2 separate regions of the Zea mays genome follow, and region 1 is linked to region 2. The links are chromatin contacts, called in public Hi-C maps. All regions are on one chromosome and are shown on one strand. The core of a region is the stretch at or near the end of the contact, and the rest is flanking DNA. Distances in the headings are between cores, read along the strand shown. Region 1 holds the start of LOC100191374. Region 2 holds the start of LOC103635621 (amidophosphoribosyltransferase, chloroplastic-like).

Region 1 (3,545 bases), core at 662-3,161, 190 kb before region 2:
TACTCTGCCCAGACCAGTCCTAGTTGTAAATTTGTAATCACAAAACCTTAGTTCAGCTTCAGCAAGAAACAAAAATAGTTGGAGTTTATGGAAGTTTTCCAAAATTAGAATACCTTGAACATTATGGCACTTGCCAAAATTGTGAGGGATGTAAACATCGCATAGTAGATGGGAGAAACAACTGCAGTATTGAAAGTATCCAATGCCTGAAAGTTTAACATGATGTGGAAATGCATATCAACATCGTAAATATTGCTACCTAAATTTTAAAGTTAATGCTGGCTGTACCTTGTTCAGGTAAATTAACTGAATAATTATGCATGTAGCTGAAACAGTTGCAAACAGCCAAGTCTGGAAATAGCCAGCCTGGTTTATGCCCTCAATTGTAAGCTTGATAGCAATGCCTACTGCCTTGATGCTCATTACCTAACCAAAGGACAGGCAAAGAAACACATAAAAACCAAAACGAAGTTGGTCTCAAAGGTATGCCCATGGACATCATTTACCGTCAAAGATCCTATCACTGAGCAAATTCCCACATACACCACGATGTTTGTCTGGCCATAACGGGGTGCACAGTGAAATATCAAGATCAGTGAGATAGTCAATGCAGAAGCCGCATAACAAAGAAAGGCTGCAGAAAACAAGGAGACATACATTACACAATGCATGTCAAAATCCAACAGGTTTGTTCTGGTGACTCAACATGAGAATGCATCAGTCAATAGTTTTAATAAATAGACTATGAATTAGGTAAACTATATGAAAAAACGTGAACAATTTTATCTTCAAAACATGTTCTTTTTAGGATTTACAAACATATAGGAAAAGAAATTTTTGATCGAGATAGTAGGGCATACCAGGTTGTGTTGCCAACTGCCAGATCTGTGTCACTGAGCTTGGTGTCTCTTCTTCAGGTGCATGGAGGATGATTATGGTTGACCCGATTATACAGAGCACACAGCCCAACACACCCATCCGCTGCAGCTTCTCATTCAGGGTGAAATGGGCTAGAACAGCACTGCTCCATAGACCATAGAGATCATATACAGGAGCATGTACATGTTTTTTTAAAGAAAAGGAAAGAAAATACACAAAATATTTAACCATATCCACTCTCCACATGACCACATGATATATAACAGATTAAGTCATTTAGCAATCACATATTCACAATCCTACCTGACAATTATGCTGAGCGCACCAAGAGGGGTGACAAGAATAGCTGGCGCAAACATGTAGGCCACAAAATTGGCAATCTCCCCAATCAGCACTGCAAAGTTTCGAGCATTTCAATTATTTCAGCCAGATACCGTAAAGAATGAGCTAGCCAAAGGAATCAGGAACTTACTCGTAACCATCCCAATCCACCACAGTGGCTCCAAGAGGTACCCATAGCCTCCAACACCTGCAAATTCCATCACCAACGCAAATTCACAAACGTTCGTCGAAGGGAGGAGGAGAGAACAACGAACTGGTCATGAACAAGTCTGACTTTTCAATTGTTCGTCACGTAGACGACACCGAATGCTAAAAATCGAATAAAACGAAGAATTCGACGCGCCCCCAAGATTCCGAATACGACGGAAGTAACAAGAGCGAGAGAAAGAGAGGAGGCGCCTTTCGGCCGCTAATGATGGAGGGGGGCGTGTACCTGCGCGGGCGCCGGCGGTGGCGGCCCGGCGTAGGCCCTTCTTCTTGACGATGAAGCTGACGCCAATGAAGGCGGAGGAGGCAACCGCAAGGAGCGCGCCCGTGAGGTTGGCAGCGAAGAGGTCGCCGGCGGCGTTCGAAGGGGCGGGAGTCATCGACGGTGTGCAGCAGCGACGGCGCGATGCCGACGCATTTGGGGCAGCCGGGCCAGGTGTGGATTTGGAAATGGAGGCTGGGATCTGTTTTTTTTTATTGTTGTGGTTGTGTCATGTTTGCGAGGTTGGAGGAATTTTTTTATTATTAATCATTTTTAAAATAACCCCATCTCATTTTTATTTCTATTTCTAACCCTCAACGTGTATATGGCATGTTCACATGCATTGACGTGGCACTATTAGTGGATAGCGATTTTTAACACTCTCATTGATACAATGACACTAATAGCGAGGCTGTTCGCTGCTGCTGGGTAAATGTCTACGGTACTATCTCGCGAAATAAATGTCGAGTCATATATATATATACACTACATATATACACTAGTGAGTATGAATTTACCTCATAACCATTCCATGTATGTATGAGTCACCCGTACCTACAGAGATTAAACATTAATCAAAATAATATATTATACAAGCGTGAAATATATCTATCTAAATACTATTACAAAATTTCTAACATTGTTCATTCATCCATTCAACAACATTATGGATAATTGAATAAAGTAGCAACACTATAATAGTACAACAAAACATATTACATGTTCTATTATATGGTCATCAAATATTTGTTAAGCCTTCTATAACATTGTTATTCAAAATGTTGTTAAATAGTCAAAATAAATGGATGATCGAAGTTTAAATTCTTTTATTGCGGTCGTTAAAATGGTAAAAAATAATACAAAATTTTAGGAATATATTAATCACGTACAGTGTTTGTTGTATTAGAAAAATTATATTCTTCTTGTATGATGTTAAATAGAGATTTTTTTCATACGAAAGTTGTAGCTCTTATAAGATTTATGTTTTTGAATTCTTTTTATTTAAAATTATTAACATACTTAAGATAAATAATATAGATTTTTAGTGATATAGTCTCGGGTGACGGAAGGATCGTACCATTCGAGCCTTTTTTCATGTTTTTTCTATATTTTTCTTGTATGGTGTCAAATGAGAACAATTTTTGTATGAATGTTGTAGCACTCGATGAAATCTACAACTTTATAATTTGTATTTTTATTTAAGATCATTAAGATACTAGACAATTAATATAAACTTTTAATAGTACATTCTCATACTTTCAAGCATAATTTGTCATCTCGTGTAATGGGGGACTTAGCGTTGGATCCAATTTCCGATCACATGCATAGAATTAAGCTCGAGCTCCATGTGTTGAATCCTCTTCATAGGCGCGAGAACAATCTCACAATATGTCAACGTTGGGTCACTCATCCACTCAATTCGTGGAATCGAACACTGAGCATGAATTCTGGAAAGTTAGGGTCTGTGATTTTCAACATAGAACCAACACATATGCCGGTTTTTATGGTAAGTTTTCAAGGGATAGTCTAGGTCGGGGGTAGAGGAAGAACATATGTTGAATGAGGGAGAATGACGAACTCCCCTAAGTTTGCTTCATAGAGATGGGCAAATATGGCTATGTGCAAGATGAAGTTATGATTAAGATGGATGAGCTCGATTTGGTATTAATGCAACATATCCCTAATTACAGGTAGGTTGAAGACCAAATTTGTGTAAGAAAAAATTGAAGAAAGACCACTATTTGGTCGGCATCGGGCATTGAGAAGGAATCATTGCCTAGAATCTTCCACTAGATGATATTCTTCTATTGGAGGAGCCCTATCGCCACTAAGGTCCTTAGATACTTGGTTTCGA
Region 2 (3,380 bases), core at 296-2,795:
TTGAGTTATGAAATTTTTTAGGCCCTCAGAATTTTGGGTCCTGCGTGGTCGCACCCGTGGCACATGCATCTGGCCCGGCCCTGATCCCAATCCATCCCTAGTATGATATGATCATACGATGTTTGTACGGATAGACGATAGACGAGGTCGCTAGGTGACACGAAAATTATGAAGTGACATTGATGGTCATACTAAGCACCATCAAGTTTAATGTGGCTACATGGCACTTGTGTTTTCATCAAAGTAACTTGCTCATCAACTTAGCCTTATTATAATAAATAACGAGATAATATACTAGCAAATAAACATCAAAACAACTTCATATAAGATTTAATCAATTCCAAATTAATTAGGCACCATAAGATATAGAATTATTTTAGGAAAACAATGAAACTAGATTCAGATTCTTTTGAGCTAAATCAAATTTTCTATGACTAAATACAACTTTAAGATTTTCAATGCATATTTTCAAAACATATAGACAATTTTCGGGAAAAAAAATATAGTTCAGTTTATCCCTTGAGCTATTGACGCGGTCCAATTTACTCTTGTAGCCGATGCGCTGACATAATATCATATTAACAAAAGCTGCCATCAAAACACGTATGGAAAACAAATGGTTTAAAAATTGAGGAGTTTAGAAAATCAGTTTCACAGAAGATGATGTGGTGGTGTGGGGGATGTGAATGAGACGAGTGCGAAAAATCGAGGGTGGTTTGAAAGAACCTTTTCGTTGGAAAGAGGAGGAAGCAATCGACTCAAGATATTTATGTGTAAGAATCTGTCTGTTTGAGAGTATAATATATTCATAATTTAATTTATTTTGAACTAATATTTAGTTTAAAATAAGTTAGGTTATATATTCTAGAGCTAGTAAAGTGATCGTTCCAGTCTTCAAACTTCATATTTTGAGCTTAATTTCATGCATGAACTAGGGAAGTTCAAGGATAGAAATAAAATGTGCTTGATAGTTTAAGGCCAAAATCGAACCCAAAGTGCAATGCAAAGTTCGAGGACTGTAATGTTTACTTCGCTAATTCTACATGAAACGGAGCCTAAAAAATATAATTTGAGGACTGAAACAGCAATTTTTAAAAGTTCAAGAATGAAATTAGACTTGAACGATATATAAGGGACTAAATAACTATTCCGTAAACAAGAAAAAAAAACAGTGATGCTGTGTTTTTAAGAAAAGAAGTAGCTGGGAGGCAGGCATTCAGATGTGGCGTGGCCGTTGTCTGCCTACTGCTGGTGGTGCGTGGGCTGATTGTAGCCGTAGGAACGAACGAGGCCATCATCGTCTTGCAGCAAAACTGGGCCTTTGTACTTGTGTATAGTTTCGTGGGTCGAGTTTTAGCACGGCCCATGCATAATTTCGTATACTCGTACTTCCTGGGGCCGTGGCCGTGGCCCATAGGCTCTGTATTGACTGTGCATTATCGAGTCAACTCATCCTGCTGGTGCTGGTCGGGTCCACAGCACTATAAATTCGGCTGACCGCAGCGACGGCAGGAGAATAGGAGATACGATTGTGCCGACCTAATCCAGCGGCAGCCAGGCACTCACCAAGGAAACCTTTTTAAATCTGGCCCCTTGACGCGCAGCGGGAGAGGCTCATCACCCCGTGTGCCCTCGCCTCGCCTCGCCCCGCCGCCCGCCCCAATCGACCAATCCCGTCCATATCAAAAAAATGGGAATTGTCGCCGCCGCCACCACCGCCGCCGCCACGTGCACGTCCCGACTCCTCCACCACCACGCAACCTATCACCGGCACCAGCTCAGGTACTCTGCGAGTCCGTTTCCTCTCTCGCTGCACTGTGGCTCCGGCCGGCGTGAGGCGGCGGCCCGGGCGCTCCTGCCCGACCGCGTCACCCCGTTCTCTTACGGCGTGGATGAGGACGCGGATGACCACCCGCGCGAGGAGTGCGGTTTAGTCGGGGTCGTGGGCGACCCGGACGCGTCGTCGCTGTGCTATCTGGGGCTGCAGAAGCTGCAGCACCGCGGGGAGGAGGGGGCCGGGATCGTCGCCGTGGGCGGGGACGGCAAGCTCAAGTCCGTTACCGGGCTGGGTCTCGTGGCCGACGTGTTCGGGGACCCGTCCCGGCTCGCCTCGCTCCCGGGTCCCGCCGCCATCGGACACGTGCGCTACTCCACGGCCGGCGCCGCCGCTTCGCTGCGCAACGTGCAGCCGTTCCTGGCCGGGTACCGGTTCGGGCAGGTCGCCGTGGCGCATAACGGCAACCTCGTCAACTACCAGGCGCTACGGAACAAGCTCGAGGCCAGGGGGTCCATCTTCAACACGTCCTCGGACACGGAGGTCATCCTCCACCTCATCGCGACGTCGCTGTCGCGGCCCCTGCTCGCCCGGGTCTGCGACGCCTGCGAGCGCCTCGCGGGGTCCTACTCGCTCCTGTTCCTCACGGCCGACAAGCTCTTCGCCGTGCGCGACCCACATGGGTTCCGCCCGCTGGTGATGGGCCGCCGCCGGAACGGCGCTGTCGTCTTCGCGTCGGAGACCTGCGCGCTGGACCTCATCGACGCCACCTACGAGCGCGAGGTGGAGCCCGGGGAGGTGGTCATGGTCGACCGCCGCGACATGTCGGTCGCCTCGGCCTGCCTCCTCCCGCACCGCCCCCGGCGCGCCTGCGTGTTCGAGCACATCTACTTCTCGCTGCCCAACTCGGTGGTGTTCTCGCACGCCGTTCACGAGCGCCGTACCGCCTTCGGACAGGCGCTGGCCGAGGAGTCCCCTGCCCCGGGCGCCGACGTCGTCATCCCGGTGCCTGACTCGGGCTTCTACGCCGCGCTCGGGTTCGCACGCGCGTCGGGGCTCGAGTTCCAGCAGGGTCTCATCCGTTGGCATTACAGCGGCCGCAGCTTCATCCAGCCGACGCAAGCGATCCGGGACCTCGCCGTGAAGCTGAAGCTCGCCCCCGTGCGCGGCGTCATCACCGGCAAGAGCGTCGTTGTCGTGGACGACTCCCTGGTGCGCGGCACCACCTCGAGCAAGATCGTGCGGCTGCTCCGAGACGCCGGCGCGCGGGAGGTGCATATGCGGATCGCGAGCCCACCAGTTGTGGGCTCCTGCCTCTATGGCATCGACACGCCGAGCGAGGGCGAGCTCATCTCCAATCGGATGGACATGGATGGCGTGCGCCGGGAGATCGGCAGCGACTCACTCGCCTTCCTCTCGCTGGGCAAGCTGCACAGCATCTACGGCGAAGAGTCGAGGGACTACTGCGACGCGTGCTTCTCGCGCAAGTACCCTGTGCTGCCCACACTAGCCGACCCGGCCGCCGAGCCGGAGGAGTGAGCCGGGAGCAGATGAGCTCTGCTCTGCTCTGCTTCGTCTGCCATACTTCTAGGTTGCTGTCGCTGGA

Evidence for each region. Hi-C and Micro-C count contacts between places; a contact is called where the count stands out from the background.
Region 1: a Hi-C map of leaf shows a contact between it and region 2, with 5 times the contacts expected there. The contact joins the promoter of LOC100191374 here to the promoter of LOC103635621 in region 2. A contact is called at or near these places in 8 of 25 Hi-C or Micro-C datasets (bundle sheath, ear, endosperm and 2 more).

Annotation. Positions count from the first base shown.
Region 1 is chr8:103,632,813-103,636,357 of Zm-B73-REFERENCE-NAM-5.0, reverse strand. It overlaps LOC100191374, which reads right to left and starts at 1,911. Exons shown (of 9, transcript NM_001136808.2): 1 at 1,655-1,911; 2 at 1,352-1,408; 3 at 1,183-1,273; 4 at 861-1,021; 5 at 507-634; 6 at 289-426; 7 at 114-206; 8 at 1-19. The coding sequence starts at 1,808.
Region 2 is chr8:103,440,916-103,444,295 of Zm-B73-REFERENCE-NAM-5.0, reverse strand. It overlaps LOC103635621 (amidophosphoribosyltransferase, chloroplastic-like), which reads left to right and starts at 1,545. Exons shown (of 1, transcript NM_001323269.1): 1 at 1,545-3,380. The coding sequence starts at 1,691. The coding sequence ends at 3,313.